Regions from separate parts of the Mus musculus genome. Here all the other regions are linked to region 4. Evidence: chromatin contacts called from public HiChIP or PLAC-seq and promoter capture Hi-C data. All regions are on one chromosome and are shown on one strand. The core of a region is the stretch at or near the end of the contact, and the rest is flanking DNA. Distances in the headings are between cores, read along the strand shown.

The links. Promoter capture Hi-C pulls out the DNA fragments that hold promoters and counts their contacts. HiChIP or PLAC-seq counts read pairs in DNA pulled down with a chosen protein or histone mark.
Region 1: a contact with region 4 is called in a promoter capture Hi-C map of hippocampal neurons, with 4 times the contacts expected there. The contact joins the promoter of Brd4 here to the promoter of Hnrnpm in region 4. A contact is called at or near these places in 1 of 39 promoter capture datasets (hippocampal neurons) and 3 of 115 datasets of contacts at active chromatin or transcription factors (extraembryonic endoderm stem cells, fetal liver and microglia).
Region 2: a contact with region 4 is called in a promoter capture Hi-C map of 3T3-L1-derived adipocytes, with 2.8 times the contacts expected there. The contact joins the promoter of Cyp4f17 here to the promoter of Hnrnpm in region 4. A contact is called at or near these places in 5 of 39 promoter capture datasets (the 3T3-L1 cell line, 3T3-L1-derived adipocytes, hippocampal neurons and 1 more).
Region 3: a contact with region 4 is called in an H3K27ac HiChIP or PLAC-seq map of thymic regulatory T cells, with 4 times the contacts expected there. The contact joins the promoter of Akap8 here to the promoter of Hnrnpm in region 4. A contact is called at or near these places in 4 of 39 promoter capture datasets (the 3T3-L1 cell line, 3T3-L1-derived adipocytes, hippocampal neurons and 1 more) and 6 of 115 datasets of contacts at active chromatin or transcription factors (differentiating embryonic stem cells, embryonic forebrain, embryonic hindbrain and 3 more).
Region 5: a FOXA1 HiChIP or PLAC-seq map of pancreatic cancer cells shows a contact between it and region 4. The contact joins the promoter of Wiz here to the promoter of Hnrnpm in region 4. A contact is called at or near these places in 6 of 39 promoter capture datasets (the 3T3-L1 cell line, cranial neural crest, hematopoietic stem and progenitor cells and 3 more) and 4 of 115 datasets of contacts at active chromatin or transcription factors (astrocytes, embryonic limb bud, large pre-B cells and 1 more).
Region 6: a contact with region 4 is called in a promoter capture Hi-C map of hippocampal neurons, with 5 times the contacts expected there. The contact joins the promoter of Cyp4f16 here to the promoter of Hnrnpm in region 4. A contact is called at or near these places in 6 of 39 promoter capture datasets (the 3T3-L1 cell line, cranial neural crest, embryonic stem cells and 3 more), 4 of 115 datasets of contacts at active chromatin or transcription factors (embryonic forebrain, extraembryonic endoderm stem cells, forebrain and 1 more) and 1 of 9 other capture datasets (embryonic stem cells).

The regions. Positions count from the first base shown.
Region 1 is chr17:32,282,575-32,285,461 of GRCm38.p6, forward strand. It overlaps Brd4 (bromodomain containing 4), which reads right to left and starts at 1,559. Exons shown (of 20, transcript NM_020508.4): 1 at 1,489-1,559.
Region 2 is chr17:32,504,877-32,507,859 of GRCm38.p6, forward strand. It overlaps Cyp4f17 (cytochrome P450, family 4, subfamily f, polypeptide 17), which reads left to right and starts at 1,608. Exons shown (of 13, transcript NM_001101445.2): 1 at 1,608-1,702; 2 at 2,018-2,216. The coding sequence starts at 2,019.
Region 3 is chr17:32,319,838-32,322,537 of GRCm38.p6, forward strand. It overlaps Akap8 (A kinase (PRKA) anchor protein 8), which reads right to left and starts at 1,401. Exons shown (of 14, transcript NM_019774.5): 1 at 1,248-1,401. The coding sequence starts at 1,266. Akap8l (A kinase (PRKA) anchor protein 8-like) reads right to left here. Exons shown (of 14, transcript NM_017476.2): 13 at 2,059-2,154; 14 at 1,587-1,948. The coding sequence ends at 1,655.
Region 4 is chr17:33,684,147-33,686,846 of GRCm38.p6, forward strand. Hnrnpm (heterogeneous nuclear ribonucleoprotein M) reads right to left here and starts at 1,312. Exons shown (of 16, transcript NM_029804.3): 1 at 1,121-1,312. The coding sequence starts at 1,233. It also overlaps a transcript of Marchf2 not described here.
Region 5 is chr17:32,386,159-32,389,098 of GRCm38.p6, forward strand. Wiz (widely-interspaced zinc finger motifs) reads right to left here and starts at 1,659. Exons shown (of 11, transcript NM_001372227.1): 1 at 1,415-1,659. The coding sequence starts at 1,601.
Region 6 is chr17:32,535,147-32,537,846 of GRCm38.p6, forward strand. It overlaps Cyp4f16 (cytochrome P450, family 4, subfamily f, polypeptide 16), which reads left to right and starts at 1,411. Exons shown (of 13, transcript NM_024442.2): 1 at 1,411-1,509; 2 at 1,852-2,050. The coding sequence starts at 1,853.

The DNA of each region.
Region 1 (2,887 bases), core at 309-2,808, 1.4 Mb before region 4:
TTTTCCAACCTTCCTAGTTGAAGCTTTGAGAAGGAAGGAGTTGGTTACCTATAAATGCCCTCTATGGAAAGATCATTCTCCATCCAAATTAAAGTGAATAAAATAATGTTCTTGTAAATTATTGTAAAGCCCATAAAACTGAGCCCCAGCTGAAGACTTCTAAACAGGGTTTGTCTGTATACCCTGGCAGTCCTGGAACTCACTTTGTAGACTAGGCTTGCCTCGAACTAAGAAATCCACCTGCCTCTGCCTCCCGAGTGCTGGGATTAAAGGCGTTCGACACCACGCCCGGCTAGCTGAAGACTTCTTGAAATTGAAAACACATTCATAATTCCTTTGCATTTTTGTGGGTGACATTCTTTTTTTTTCTTTTTTTTTTTTTTAATTTATAGCTGTCTTCATAAACCCCAGAAGAGGGCATCAGATCTCATTACAGATGGTTATGAGCCACCATGTGGTTGCTGGGATTTGAACTCAGGACCTTTGGAAGAGCAATCAGTGCTCTTAACCGCTGAGCCATCTGTCTAGCCCTGTGGGTGACATTCTTTACAACACCCAAGCTCTACCAATTCCAAGGGAAGTTGACATCTCCATTCATAAAAATTTTCCAATTTTTTATTATAGCACTGAAGAGCACATTGGCTTAGAAGTACACTGAGAGTTGGATTTTAGTAACCAGGGGCTATTAATATCACCTTTGATGATAAGTAAAGACATTCTCAAGAGGGCTGCTGCAACTGGCATCCAACATATATACACACACAGGAGATAATCTCACCAGATTTCGAAAAGCATAAACAAGTAAACAAGCAGGCTAAAAACACTTTTAAAAAAACAAACAAAAAAACCCTTGTCTTGAGTAACAGGGAGGTCAGCCAATCAGCAGAGGCACATGACTCACCCACCGGCCTGAGCAAAAGTATTCACACTGTCCACTACACTAACGTGGGATTTCCCATCTCCAACCCAGCTCGGCCTTGGGGGCTTCTTGTTTAAGTGCTATTTCCGTGTTTGTGTGTAAGGGGGGGGGGGGTCATTTTGCTGAATCACAACTCTCCAACATCCCCACCCTAAACCGACACACTCCTGCAAGTAAGAAGCCATTGCAAGGGACGGCAGCAAGCAGAGACCCATCAAAACAAAGCACCCAAAGAGTAGGCTTCCAGGTTGGGAGTGGGTGGGTCGAGAGGGACTCCTGGTCCTTCGTCACCCTTCCTGTCCCCTGGGTCCAGCCTGGAGCAGGCGTGCAATGGAAGCTCTCTCCCTGTGAACAAAATCTTCTACCTCTTTCTAGGCAGAGCTCCGGGGACAGCCGGAAAGGTGAGACTATGAAGCGGGAACTCGCTATCCCAGCACTGGCAGGAGTACCCAGCTGACGGAAGGAGAGCGCGCCGGGGCACGACGCGCAAGAGCGACCCGCCCCAAGGGGGAACTGCAACCAGAGAGAGCGGGCGGTACCCGCGGTCAGCATCCCCGGCCCGGACTTACGCGGCCCGGCGCGCACCGCAGATCCAGAGGCAGTCGCTTCCTCCTCCTCCTCCTCCTCCTCCTCCTCACTTGACAAAATGGCGGCGGCAGGAAGTGCCGGGAGCTTGGCCCGCCCCCCGCCCGCCCCCGGCCGCCCAGCGCGCCCGCGCCCCCGGTCCCGGTCCCGGTCCCGTTCCCTGCCGCCGCCCGCGCCAAGGGGGACAGCGGCGGGCGCAACTGCCCCGGTACAAAGTCCGCGAGCCCACTCGGCCGCCGCCGCCCCAACGGCGCGGGCTGCCCCGGCAGGGCGCGAGAAGCACCAGGCTCCGGGCCCACGAAACTGCGGCCTCCCCACCCCCGCGCCGATGGCGTAGGTGGTGGCGCACCAGCCCCATTACGCAATGCAGGTTACGCGGGCCGCGCCGTGGGGCCCCGGCAGCCCGCCTCGCGGCCGCGAAGGACACCGGTCCCCTCACCTGAGACGCTAGGCCGCACGCCGCCGCACGCTGTCCGGGACGCCAAGCCGGGGCCCGTCCGCCGCGCCCGCCGCGCCGCTGCGCTCACAGGCCCCGCTCGCCCGCGGGCACTGCTGGCAGCCTCCGCCGCAGCCGCCGCCACTGCTTCGGTTCCTCGGCTGCGGGAGAGCAGAACAAACAGCCCTGCCGCCGCCGCCAGCGCACTGATGTCACCACGCACGCTGCGCGCGCGGCCCCGTGTCATCGCCGCCGCCCGGCGTGCGCGTCCCGCTGGTCCTCCCAGGTCCGGAGAGCTTCGTTAGTGCCGGCGGCGGTTGTAGAGGTGAGGACAGGAGACTGGCTCCCCCGACTGGGGGGAGGAGGGCGGGAGTCCTTGGAACACGATCGAGGGTCTCTGAGGACTGTGTACCCCAGAGGGATACACAGAAGAGGGAAGATCAAGAGAAGACAAGAAGAGTCTTCAGGGCCATCCATAAGGAAACAGCTTTTCGGAGGAAGCCGACACGCAGACTCAGGGAAGGAACCTTGCAGATGAGTGGGGATCTTCACATGCAAGAACGACAAGAAAAGATTTTTTTTTTTCCCCCAGAGCTGAGGACCGAACCCAGGGCCTTGCGCTTGCTAGGCAAGCGCTCTACCACTGAGCTAAATCTCCAACCCCAAGAAAAGATTTTTAATCCAAAAATTTAAATAATCCGATGACAGACTCAAAAGAGCAGATGGTGAAGAGAGCCCTCAGACAGGTGATAGAGGAACATTAAGGCCAGAGGACTATGGCTAGTTGTGTGTCAGTGGGAACTGACAATTGCTGAAAATACAGACACGTTTCACTATATTCACTACACTCAATTTATGGAATCAACTTAAGGAAAATATTTCATGTATCATGAAATAAGAGAATGAGCCAGCGGGGATTTTTTTTTTCAGAGCAGGATCTTAAGAAT
Region 2 (2,983 bases), core at 358-2,857, 1.2 Mb before region 4:
CTTCTTCCCACAGATATCAACAGGCACCCCATGAGGACACTGCCTCTTAATCTAGATTGAACTGAGGTTGTCTGGCTTGTGTTGACTATGGTGGTAAGAGCTTTTTACCCACGGAAGCATCTCACCGGGTTATGAGTGACTTCTCTATTCTTTCTCACTAGTTTTCATTTGAAGATTCTTTTGTCAGATGATAGAACAGCAACACACTTGCTTGCTTGTGTTCTAGGTCCATTTCCTTGGCATACCCTTAAAAGTCTGTGAACTAACATTTTATTTATTTGTGTGTGTGTGTGTGTGTGTGTGTGTGTGTGTGTGTGTGGGCACACGTGCCTGTCATGCCATGGGTGTGGAGGCCAGAGGACAGTTTGCAGGAGTCAATTCTCTCCTTTCATCATGCTGGTCAGTTCTATGGAGCAGAGTGAAGCTGTTAGTCTTGGCTGCAGGTGCATTCACACTGAGCCATCTTCCTGTCCCCTGAGATAGCTTAGCGTCCTTTCACCCTGAGCTAGAATCTTATCTGCCTCTTGTAGTGAGATATTTCTTAGAAGCAGCAGATCCATGCTTGTGCCTTTATCTGGGGTGCAGTTGAGACTGAGAACACCCGAGTTATTGAAAGGTGTTTGTTGATTCCTGCAATTTTGTTGATTTTGTTTTCCTCCTTCTTCCTCTCTTGCTTTAATAATATTCTAGTGTGTTTTATTTATTTATTTATTTATTTCCTGGACTTTGTGGCCTGATTTCCCCCTCTTCAGCCTGAAGGATTCTATCAAGCATCTTCTGTAGAGCTGGCTCAGTGCTCATAAATGCCTTTGTTCTATTTTTACCGCTGATAGTTAAAAAAAATGTCCTTCTTTATGACAGACAGCTTTTCTGGATGCAGCAGTCTGGGTTGGCAGTTATAGATATCTTTTACGGCTTGAAGTCCGTCACTTGCGCATCCTTGGGCTTTTACCCTTTCAGTTGAATGAATAATAGTGTTATTCAGATGGGCCTGCCTTTGTATTGTGAATGGTGTTTTTCTCTTGGAGCTCTCAACGTGGTGCTGCTGACCCGGAGCCCACAACCCCCTCTCTCTTCTCGCCTGCCTGGATTTCCCCACGACTGGCGGCTCAGCTTGACCCCTCCCACCTACTTCCTAACTGAACTCTGGTCCCTCAGCTGGGAGTTTTAATCTTCAGAATCTCTTTTAGTCCGTTCCAGCACGGCCGGATTCTTTGTTTCTGGAAGTCTTGTCTCCACTCGGAACCTGGATTACTTGGAGGGAGAATTCTGCCAGGTTGTGCAGCTGGTAGGCAGAGGCTCGGATCCTTTCAGTCCGAACTGGAAAACACTGCCTGCTGCCCTCTAGCCTGCAGGTCCTCAGAGGACCTGCGGAGCCTAGTGAGAACGGGACAGATTGTAAACTTTGGGTCTCTAGACACCTTTGTCTTGGTTCAGATGGAAGGTGTTGAATCCTGAGGACCCTGCTTGCCTGGACATGTGACCCTGGATTGGCTCCAATTGCTTCGGGTTGGCCCCGCCCCCGCCCCGCCCCCGCCCCCGCCCCCCGCATTTTGATATTCTACCCAGGCTGGGAGGAGGGCTCTGGGCCACCGAGGGATTGGCTCAGTCCAGCTCATCGTCCTGCTCAGCCGGTAGCCAGGATCAAAAACATTTCCAGGGAAGAGCGGACGTTTCTGGGACGCATTACTCCTGAGAAAAGGTGCCGGACTTGGGACACACGGAAGGCCCCTACTGAACAGTGGAAGCTCTGTTACAGCTGGGGTGGCTCTGCAGGCAGGCCTGATTTCCCAGTTACTACGCTACATACCTGTGCTTCAGTCTAGGCCAACGCAGACTATAAACAGATCCTATCTGCCTCTCTCCTGCCTGATTCTCTGTCTCTCCGTAGCCCTGGGTGTCCCTTTTCCTTCCTGTGTTCTAGTCCTCTAAGTCACCATCTCTGTCCAGTGACCATGGAGGGCCACCTCTGTCTCCTGGGCCTCAGGATCTCACTTCTGGCCTATCTTTCTTGCAGGATGCTACAGCTGGGCCTGTCCTGGCTGGGACTGGGGCCTGGAGCTGCCTTCCCATGGCAACTTCTGCAGTTGGTTGGGGCCTCCTTGTTCCTGGCTCGAATTCTGACCTGGATTTGTGCCTTCTATGACAACTACTGCCGTCTCCGCTGCTTCCCCGAGCCCCCTTCGCGGCACTGGTTTTGGGGTCACATGAGCATGGTGAGTGTGGCAGCAGGTAGGTCTGGTGTGTCAGGAAAGGCTCTTAGGAACCTGGGAGTCGTGAGAGGGTGGAGAGGTGAGGGAGGGAGGCTGAGTGAGTCTCTATCTAGTCACATACCCGGCATATCTACTCCTGGCCTCTGTCTACACCACGTTTTGAGGCTTTTTTCTTTTTTGCCCTTTCTCGTTCCCAGCTAACTTCGGATCACATTCTGATAAGAACTCATGTTTTAAGATCTCTTTCTGTTGCTTGTTCAGTCCTGTTCTGTGTTGTTAGTGCCCCCCACCCCACCCCACCCCAGGATAGGTTGAGGGAGCAGAGCTCTCCCCCTCAATGTGCTATTTCACTTAACGTTGTTGGAGTTGAGCCTTTCTAGTGGAATAAATTGGGTATGCTCCTTTCTTAGCCCATCTCTGCTGGCCAGAGTCTCTTGAGGGACAGCGATGCTGAATGGCAGAAGTTGACATCCCTCCTCTCCAATTTTTAAAATTCTTTCTCTCTCTCTCTCTCTCTCTCTCTCTTTCTTTCTTTCCTTTCTTCCTTCCTTCTTCTTCTTTCTTTTTTTAAATGAGATTTATTATATATTGTATATAATATATAAAACATATAATATATTTTTATATATTTATTATATATTATATAATATATAAAATATATAATATATATATATTATATATTATATATATATTTTATATGTATGTATCTTGCCAACATTGGTGCTTGTGTACCATGTGTGTGCCTATTGCTCAAAGAGTTCAGAAGAAGG
Region 3 (2,700 bases), core at 151-2,650, 1.4 Mb before region 4:
GAAATCTGCCTGCTTCTGCCTCCCAAGTGCTTGGATTAAAGGCATTCGCCACCACGCCCGGCTAAAAAAATTCTTAGTTAAAAAAACAAAAAAACCAGGAAGGCTGCAAATACCCTAACTGTATCTGTAAAATTATTGGCTGGTAGAAAGTGGGAGTCACCATGAAGTTCCCTAGACCAAAGAAGTATAGCAGGGTTGTGACAGGTATCTATCTGGTGGAAAGGCTAAGAATGGAAGACATAGATCTAGGATCCCAAAGGCAAAGAGCACTAGGCTGATACCCAAGCACACGTGTTCATCACACCTCAGGCCTCTCTGGCAAGTCCAATTCTAGGGATCTTGTTACTCTGCTGCCTCTCAAGATCCCTTCCTTAGCCGCCAGAAGCCACTAACCACTCCCTGTGCCCACTTCCAACCCCATTCCACATGTTCCAACTATCTCCTGCGGGTAAATCTCCGTACAGAGTCAAGGCCTCCCAGGAGATTAAAAGCAGATAGCTCGAGAACCGACGCCTAATTACGAAAAGTTGCTGACATTTAGGTTAGGAAAGGCAACGTTCCCGCTTCCGCAGACCCCCGTAATGTTACAGTCCAGAATCCCAGCCCCTCAGGCAGCACACCTCCCACGAGCACCTCACGCCGCGTACACTGCAGAGACCCAGCCAGGTTTTCCCAAAAAGCTGCACCGGGTGTAGCCGCAGTGCACAGCTGGGCCGATCGCGCGCTGCCCGTAAGCCTTCAGAAAAGCGAGCCCGGGGACACGAGCTCTCAAGGACGACCTGCGGAGGATGAGCTGAGACTCTCTCCTCGCTACGGCCGCCGCAACCCAGCCGGACCTCAACCCCCTCCACCCCCCGCTTCCTCAGCGTTCGCTTTAGCCCCGCCCCTGGAGCCGCCATTTTGTGGCGTCTTCGGAAGAGAAGGCGGGACTGAGACCGCTCGGGTCCTGGGGTCCCGCAGCGATGAGAGCCACTCGGCTTGCACAGTGAAAGCGGTCCAGAACGCATCCAGAAACCGGCCACAGCGTCGGCCTTCGCGCCTCATCCGCACCCCCCGCCCCGAGTCCTACCGGCCAATCCACGCGCGGCGCTTCGGGAACGATTGCGCAGAGGCCCAATAAGGGAAGCGCGCGCGTCCGGGACAACTCCACACAGAACCGGGCTGCGGCAAGTGCGTTCCGGCTGCAGGCTAAGCCCGAATACCACATGCGCCAGGGTCTCCCGTGGTGAAGAAGAGCCCACACTAACCTCCGTAGCCTTGCTCCATGTCTGCGACGCGACCCGCCAGCAGATCCTTGTCTTAGATTCGCTCAGAACGCATGCGTTCAACGTGCTGTCTGCTACTGGAAGACGAAGAGCGTACGTCTCTTTCTGGGCGCTACCATTGGTTGCTCAAATGGGCCCGCCCCCGCCGATCCGCCCAGCCTTCCGGGTTGCAAATCTACAGCATCTCGGGAGTTGTGCCTCAAGGGTAAGCTAGTGCGCAAGAGCGTCCAGGTCCGCGCACGCGTGAGCGGTTCTAGCGCGTTTACCCGCGCGCAGGCGCACTTCTAGGGGCCCGCCCTCACCACAGCACAAACGAAGACCTCAGATGGGAAAGCACTTTATTAGGCTGGACTTCCAGCCTCGGCCACGGGAGCCCTGCCGGGTAAGGGTTATGGACCCCCACCGCCCTCCTCGTCGTCTTCCATGTCGAGGCCCGGGATCCCGCGGATCTGACACTGCAGCGCTCCGCCCAGCAAGGGTACAGGGCTCTCCTCCTCTTCTGGTGGTGGCGGAGGTGGCGGTGTTGTAGTCCCTGGGGCGGGCTCCAGGGGCACGGGGGGCTGTGCCGGCACGCCCTCTGTGAGCTCTGTCGCTTCGCTTGGTGCCCCTTCATCCAGAGCGCCAGCCTCCACCTCGTCTTGTTCCTTTTCCTCCTCTGGGTTGTCAGTGAAAGGATTCTCGCCCTGTAGAGATGGATAGAGACTTTAATGGGAGGTAGGAATCACTGGGATAGAATGGGGACCAGGCTCACACAAAGGTCAGGACTAGGACAGTGCTTTCGCCTTTGCCTCACCTTCAGATATCGCTCCAGCTTCTTGCTAATGAGCTTGTTGTTGAGAATACTGCGGGCCACCATAAGCGAGGACTTCTTGGACTGCTCCATCATAAGCTATGGGCAGGGCAGACAGGGCTGGTGAGGCTGCTCTAGGAATCCAACAAACCCAGCTGAGGTTCAGATTCACCAATAACTAGTCCTAGTGTCTGTAAGTGACCTTGGGCGTAATTCCAGTCAGTCTGGACAGGCATGCAAGGAACTAGGATTCGATCTGATCACCCACACCTTATTTGCTGTTTGAAACCTGATCTGCTTACATAGAAACTATAGTAAGTACTGGACTTAGTGGCACAGGCCATGTAACTCCAGGACATTAAAGTGGAAGGCCTACCTGGACTACAGAGTTTAACGGTTTACATGGTTTGACTATGTCTCAGAAAATAAAAGACGGCTGGGAGCTAGAGAGATGGCTCAGCGTAAAGGACTTGTTAGTATTTCAAAGACTCAGGTTCATTTTCTGCCACCTACAAGGTGGCTGACAACAATCTCTAATCTAGTTCCCAGGAATATGAAGCCCTCTTCTGGTTACCACAGGCACCAGGCATGTGAATAGTGAGCATATGTGCAGGCAAAACATACAAGAAAATAAAAAATAAAAAA
Region 4 (2,700 bases), core at 62-2,561:
AGGAGCAGAATCTTATGGTTTCCTCCTTGAAGAAAACTTTTTAGGGCTCAGAAAGACCACCCTGTGGTCTGATATTAGGAATCGAATCTAGGGACTTTGGAGTGCCAGGTTATTGCTATGTTTTCATCCCTCTTTTTGAGAGTTAGGGTCTAGCTCAATTTCCCAATGACTAAATGGCAACCTAGACTGAACTCACTCTATATAGTCTGGCCACACTTTGCACTCTGGATCCTGCAGCTTCCCACTCCTCCCAAAAGGCTGGGACTCCTCAGGCCATGCTAGGACACTTATAATAACGAATCAAGGTCCCTAGACAGATCTCCAAGCAGGATTCCAAAAAAGGGATGATGACGTCTGTCTATTTTAATTTCTGAAACCCCGAAGTGGTGCCTCTACCCGAACACTTTAGGTCTGTTGCTAAGGATGAACACTGAGCAAGCAAAGACCATTTCTCCCATTGGTACCAACTGCACTTTAGGAAGTAGGACTATAAAGAGGGGAAAGAACTCCAGCCCAGGAGCCCGGGTCCGGGGCCATTCTAATGGAAGAAGCACTTCTTGCAGAATGAGGGTAACACCGGTGTCTCGGAACCCCGCAACAAGAGTCATGTCGACACCTTCCGGGTCGCGCCGCCGACCGTACACGTGACACCTCGCACGCGCAAGCCTCCCGCCCCTAACTTCTCAGATCTGAGAAACTGAGACAGAATACTTCCACTACTATGGATTGTATGCTGAAGGGTTGAAACTACACAGTCTTAATGGTTCAACCCTCGAGACCCCAGTGAGAGGTGCTGCGGGCCCTGATCTCCCGCAGCCCGCGCGCCATCACTGCTCTGAGAATAAAATACCAGGCCACAGGCCTGAGGCCTCGACGACGCGCTCAGACAGCCAGGAGGCTGAGGCAGCGGAGGCAAGCGCTGTCGGCAGGGGGCGATCCATTAGGCTCTCCTGGCTTCGTCGTCGTCACAGCCTTGGCCGCCCCCAACTCTCGGCAGGGAAAAGGCCTGCGCAGACGCCGCGCCGCCGTGGGAGAAGAGAAAGCGGCCCACAGACCTAACGGAGCTGCGAAGTAACCTGGCTGGAGTTAGAGAAGGATCAATTGCTGTTAGACTACTCACCCCTTCGGGCCCGGAGCTCCGTTGCCGCTCGGCACGCAGGGCGCGCCGCTCTCTTCCTCCATTTTGGGTTCTGTCGCCGCCACTTCGGCTGCCGCTTCGACCCCTGCCGCCATTTTCTCCGCGTCTGGGCTTTGTGTGAGGGAGCGGGCTCTGTCGAGCTGCGCCTGCGCGCTCACGTGACCCCGAACGACCAGTAACGCCTCCTTGTGCGGCGACCGGCTCCCGCTTCCTGCTCGCCTCGGGTCACGCCCCCTGGACGTCAGGCCACGCCTCCTCCAGTGGCAGGCCTCACTTCCCGATGTCCGCAGATACAGTTGGGTTGTGGGACAGGGGGAGAGATATGTGTCGCTCATTCGAACTTACAATACGAGCGCACATACGGACCTAGTCGGTCCAGCTTACTTTATATTTTTCCGTTTTGTTTTACTCATTAGCTTTCTTTTTTGAGGCAGGGTCTCACTATGTAGCCCTCCAGCCTCTCCCTACCTACCAAGTGCAGGAAATAAAGGCAAGCACCACCACGCCTGGCCTTTTCTTTCTTTTTCTTTTTTCAGCAACTTCATATATGTATATCATGTATTTTGCGCTTGCTTGGGGTTTTGCTGTTGTTGTTGAGACAGTTTCTAGCCAATACTGGCCTTGAATGTCTGAGCTGCCGCCTACACCTCTTGAGTGCTAGAATGATAGGCCAGAGGAACCAGGCTAATCAGTGCTAGGAATTGAACCCAGTGATTTGAACATGCTAGCAGTCTATCAACTTCAATCCCTGACCCTATACTGTTCTTTTATCATATTCACCTACCATTGCCCTTTTATTTCCCGCATTTCCACTGTACCTTCTTTCCAACAAGTTCCTCCATGTACCTCCTTGTCTTTGTTTTATGACCTACTGAGTTGGGTTTGCTTGCAAGAGCATAGATTAGGGGTTGATTTATTGGGGCAACTAAATAGGTGGCTACAACACTGAGGAAAATGACACCTCTTTCCTCCAGCATCTACTACCAATAGATCTTCAGGGAAGGGTGAAGCCTCCCAAGGCTCCCCCACCCCAACATGATGAGGTTCTATCTTGTGCAAGTAACCACAACTGCTTTGACAATGTCCGTGGCATGTCAAGGAGAGATCAGCTTTCCTTAAATGGAGAAAAAATATAAAAATTATGTTGGCAGGAATTATTTTTATTGGGGGGGGGATGGAGGGGGAATGATTGAATACAGGCTTTGAGCATGCCATGGCTGGCATGTGGGAATTGATTTTCTCTTTCCAGTAATCAAATTTAGGTTGTCAAACTTGGCAGCAAACATCTTTACCCACTAAGACAGAGCCAACCCTGCATGCAGAATTCTTGACAGGTTAATATCAAACTAAAACTCTCCATGTAATTCAAAGCATTAGAAGAGATGTATAACAGAAACCTCCCTCCCACCCTTTTCCGACTCCTCTTTTCCCCTTCTTTCCCCTCCCTCCCTCCTATTCTATCTCTCCTTACGGCACCACCCTGACACCATTTCCTGGGACCCTACATTCCAAAGTTATGATGAGAAATAGGTACCAAGCTTGGTAGGCCAGAAGAGTGAAGA
Region 5 (2,940 bases), core at 409-2,908, 1.3 Mb before region 4:
GAAAGAACAAGTGAATGAAAGGGAAGTTAATTTAAAACTAAAGAGGGCCGGGCATGGTAGTTCACGCCTTTAGTCCCAGCACTCGTGAGGCAGAGGCAGGCGGATTTCTGAGTTCGAGGCCAGCCTGGTCTACAAAGTGAGTTCCAGGACAGCCAGGACTACACAGAAACCCTGTCTCAAAAAAAAAAAAAAAAAAAAAAAAAAAAAAAAAAAAAAAAAACCAACCAACCAACCAAACAAACAAACAAAAAAACCAAACAAACCAAAAAACAAAAAACCCAAAAAACTAAAGAGGAGGGCTGGGGCAGAACTCAATGGAACAGCTTTTGCAGAGTATGTGCAAGGGCCTACGTGCAATCCCCAGTTCTATAAAGAACAGAATAAAACAAAGAAGGAAGAGGGGTGTAAGGCCACACTACTGACTTCACCCCTCAGGGTTTTGAATTTCCCATTCCTAACATGAGATACTAAATAACGGAGGCTCTTCCGACAAAGGTTCTAAGTATGATGTGAATTGAGAAGACAAAGAACTTGGCATGTAGGAACCACAGAAGAGGTGCTCGGAATTTATTAGAAGGCCAAGTTTTGGGGGACCAGCCACACCAGATTCCTGTTAAGTCCTTAAACATACCAGGCTCCTCCCCTCTGCAGGGCCTTTGCCCATGCTGTCCCGCCACCTGCTGGGCACGTCCCACCACTCATTCTGTGCTGTGCCTCAAACACCACTGTGTCAGGTGGCTTTTCCTGGAGCGCCCAGCCATGGTCCTGGCACTCAGTTTAATATCTGCATAGCCTGCATAACCTGCCCTTATGACATCTGCTCAGTCGTTCCTTGTCCACCTTCCCTTCTGGAATGCCAACCCCTGGAGGACAGGGACTTTTGTCTCTTTATGATTATTTCCCCAGCACCCAGAACAGAAAGTGGCACAGCAGGTGCTCAGTGTTTAATAAACGAACAACAAATTGTGAGGTGGGGACAGTGTGAGCTAGCCTTGTATGGGGTAAATCAAGATGGAAAGAGGCAACTCGAATCTCCCCAGACTTTACCTTACCACTAGAGGGCACTCGCTCAGGAGCTCCACTCCATCAAGACTGCAAGAAGGAACAAGTGGGCTTTGGGCAAAGAGCTCAGGGTACTGACATGGGATTTGGATACAGCTGGTGTCCAGCTTAGAGAGGAAAGCCAGGACACTACAAGTATGAATCCCAGTTTCTTACATCCAGTCATGGGCTCCCAAGACATCTGTTTTCATAAGGGCAAACTGAAAAGCGGTACGTGGAGCACTAAAGGAGGCTATGTGCATCGAACAGAATTCCAATTGCAACTCAGCCCCTGCTGGGTGGGGTGACCTGACTCTCTCTGGGCCTGGGGGACCAAGTGGGAAGCTTCTTTAGGGCCACAGAGCCCTCTTACCAGAAATGCCACTTCTGCCATCCAGAATGTCTCGAGGGCCTTCTTTGGTGATTGGCAGGTAATGAGAAGATGGAAAGATATCACCTTCCCCCTCAGCAGCCTCAGCCCCACTCTCGATGTCCTCTCTTGGAGCGGGGCCTCGAGGATGATCCGGGGCAGCCAGGCCACCTGCCAGTAACCCCTCCATGGGTGCCAGCCGTGAATCTTCACTCAGTACCTGGCAGGTTCAGCAGGACATTGTGGGCCTGGAGACAAAGACAAGGAAGACCTTAAGAGAGTAAGAAGAGAATTCTGTTTGTTCTCCCCTCTCTCAGAACCCTAGTCCTCTCCTTCAAAGCCTATGGCCTCAGTTTGTCTCTTAGTTGAAGTGAGGGGTTAAGTGGTGTTGAGGTTCCATTCACTCCTATTATAATCCAATCACCTCTACTGGGAGCGAGTCTCAGTACACTAAAGCGTTCTCTTTCCCCAGCTTCTTCACAGCCTCCATTCACCACAGTTACACACGCACATTCAGTCACCTCAGCCCTCCCTCATCACTCCTTCCACCTCCACCTATTCCTCCCATGGCTCACTCACAGCTTCACCGTGTCCAGCTGCTTTCCTGTGACTGCATAACCTACAGCCATGCCTCCAGTTTCCAGGGTCCCCGCTCTCTCCCCAGTGCAGGGTCTCGAGGGCCCCCATCTTTGCCCTTATACTTTACTCACTTCTGTTGCCCCGTATCAATTACCCCTACACTTTTCCAACATTCACATCCTTCTCCCTACCCAGGAATGTAGGGTTATTAACCCCTTAGCCTCTCCACACGCTCAAGTGACCCCACCATTAACCCTTTCCCTTCTCTTAGCATGATCTCTCATGCATACCAAGCCTGGGCTCCTCCACCCTGCCACCTTCCAATAGTATTGCTTGCATCCTCCACCGATATTGGTTGTTCTGGCCCGAGGATGAAAAGGACCGATGGGGCTCCTGTTTCAGAAATAAGGACCCTGGGGGGGAGGAGGGCGATTGTCCTCTCCACCTATAAATACCTTCAAGGTAGAGCAGAAAGTGAAGGGCAGGAATGAGGCGCTCTCCCCAGGGAGATGGTGGTGAGGCCCGGCCCAGGCAACCGGGGCGGGGCCGGGGCTCCAGGCCTGGTAGCAGGCGTTGCCCTCGAGGGCCTGGGCGCTCCCGGGGGGCCCTACACAGGGTGGGTTGACAGTCTTGGCTGGAGGGGTCCCTGCCCAGGCCTGGAGAAAGCACCTGCGGGTGCCCACTCGGGTAGGCACTGCTGGCGGGGATCGGGCAGGACCGCAACTTCGGAGCACTTTGGCAGCTTGGGGAGGGGGCTCCAGTCCAGATGGTCGTTCCCTACCCCACCTCCCGCAGGGGTCGCAGAGGTAGGGGCGGCGCTGCGCGGACGCACCCTGCGGGGAAGCCAGGGTCCCCAGGATGCGCCCTTCGCCCGTGCACCTCGGGGCGGGAGACCCCGCGGGACGAGCTGAGGTGGGGGGGGAGACACCTGCCTCGAGACCCCCGATCCT
Region 6 (2,700 bases), core at 161-2,660, 1.1 Mb before region 4:
TACTCCCAGGGGATCTCACACTCTTTTCTTTGCAAAGCTTCTGGAATCAAGCTTGTGTGTGGTGCAGACACATACATGCAGACAAAACATCTCTATACATAAATCAAATAAATAAAAGAAAAAATAAGAATGCTAAGTCAAGCGAAACAGCTATGGCTTCAACTGTGACAAGTGGGGGCCTTATACTGCTCTGTTCCATACAGTCTTTCCTTGTGTCTTCTCCAGTGTGGACTCTTTTAGAAATGTTGTGTGTTTCCTTTAGACGTTCATTACCCTAGAATTCAGTGTCATAAGTAGTTGTGAAATTGTAGACTTTGCCTATGCTTAAAAAGTACCTGTGAAGTTGAAAAATTTACTAGAGGAAAGGGAAACAACACCTTGTGAAAAATCCCCTGGGGAGGAAGTCTTGAGGTTGCTTAATTTTGATCTATTAGGGACCCCTAGCCTCCATAGTCCCTCATTTCTTGTTTGGGGAGCCCTGAGTTGGCGAGTCTGGACTTCTCCACTGACCTCTGCCCTTATCTTGCTCTATCAACCACCAATCAAGTACCCTTAACTCTGTTTCAGGACTTTGAGATTGCTTTTATCTGCCAACCTTTGAGCTGGTCCACCCATTGTTCTTTATGTCCGCGCTTTGGTGTGATGTTGGCTCCTTTTACTTGTCTAATAATGGGGAGCATGGCCATGGGAGGGTTCAGTGATTGCTAAGTCCATGACTTGCCGATCTAGGGTTTCTGAACAGCATACACTCCTGTTAAGGTCAAGTCGCCATTTGATCCTGGGAAGACAAGCCATTGCAGGCTTGTTCATTCTTGCCTGTACCCCTGTGCTCATAGCACTTCAGTCTGACTCCTTTCATCCTCACAAACCCGCTGAACTCTGACCCTTTAGTTGCCAGGTGTATTTTCCCAGCCAGGACATCTATCTCTTCAGTCTGACCATGGCTGGATTCTCTGGTCTAGTTTGGAATTGTTTCTATCCAGGGGCTGGGCTGCTAAGGGAGAGGACTGAATGCTGCAAGACTGTAGTCGGTGAGCAGAGGCATTCCAGAGACAGGTCTGCAGTTCTGCAGTTCTGCAGTGAGGAATTCTGCATGCTGCACTCCCACCAGTGAGATGTGCAGAGATCCCTGGGAGATGCTCAGGGAACATCCTGAACACCATCCTGGCACCTGTACTTCCTCCTTCACGCTTTTATCAGCAGACTGTTGCCCTTGGAAGGGCCCAGAGTCACCTTTGCCCTTGACTCAGAGGTGCTGCATCCTAAATGCAACCTGCCTGTGTGTGTTGCCCTGAGTCTTTCCCCTCCACTCCAGTCTGGCCCCGCCCAACTTGTTTTGGCCTGATGCCCAGGCAGGGAGGAAGTGGCTGAGCCTGGGAGGGATTTGATTGGTTCAGTCCAGCCTAACCCAGCCTCCCACACAGCTTCCTGAAGTTAGGAAGCAGGGGATAAATGCTTTTCACAGGACTGGGGAGAAGGTCTTAGAGGACCAGCAGCTCCTGAGATAAGGTACCGACTTGGGCTCTGAGGCAAGACAGGGTCCTGACTCTGATCAGGATGAGTTTATCAGTGTTGGGGTGGCTCCATGGAGACAATTGGCACAAGTGAGCCTGGGTTCCTGGATAACCGTTTGTGCTTCAGGCAGAGCCATCCCAGACTTCAACAGCTCTTGTCTGTGTGTTCCCTGCCTCCTTCTCTCTCTCTCATTCTGTCTCTTCCTGTATCTCCATCCCCTTCCCTGCTCTACTCCCTGCTCTACTCTCCAGTTTCTGCCCATGCTCAAAATTCTGAAGTTTTCCAGGTTCCTCTTCCAAACCTCAGAATCTCCTCCTGTGTCTGTCTGCTCAGCAGGATGCTGCGGCTAAGTGTGTCTGGGCTGGACCTGGGCTCTGTGGTGACCTCGTCATGGCATCTTCTGCTGCTTGGAGTGGCTTCCTGGATTTTGGCCAGAATCCTTGCCTGGACTTACTCATTCTATGAGAACTGCTCCCGCCTCAGTTGTTTCCCTCAGCCTCCTAAAAAAAACTGGTTTTCAGGTCACTTGGGCATGGTGAGTATGGCGGCAGATAGGCTGGGGGTACCGGGGTGTATGTGTTCCCTAGGCATCAGGAAAGGTCTGGAGCCTGTAGCAGGGAGAAGCAAAGAAAGTTATTTGGGCCCCTATTCTCATCACAACCCCACATTCATTTATCTTTCTTTCCAAGTTGTGCTCATCAGCCTTTCTCTCTTACCTGGCACCAGCCTACTGTGGGCCATACTCTCAGCAGGACTGAGGATTCCTCAAGTTCCTGGATATGTGTCATAGTCAGTGGATCCCATGGCGAATAGCACAGAGTAGTGGCATCCCTGGTATATTCTGTTTCACTGCTGGATTTGAGATCTTCCTTCAGTATGTCCAAGGTCTTGCCTCCTGCCTGGCTCATCTCTCTTGGTTTCAGATCAGTGACTGTATCTCTCTGGGTTGCTATTTGCCCTGTAGGATTCAGCTGCGATTTCTTACCTCCACCTACTGTTTGGGTGCAGAAGAGAGATTGTAGTTTTTTTCCCTTCCACTTCTTGGCCACTGTCCTTCCTCATTTTGCCCTCTGTCCTGAAGATGCATTAGTGGGCTCCATTATGCAATGTAGGTCAAGGATGAACACTTTTTAACATTGGTAGTGATTATCTGAAGTGCTTAGGGTTTGTGCATGCTAAGCAATG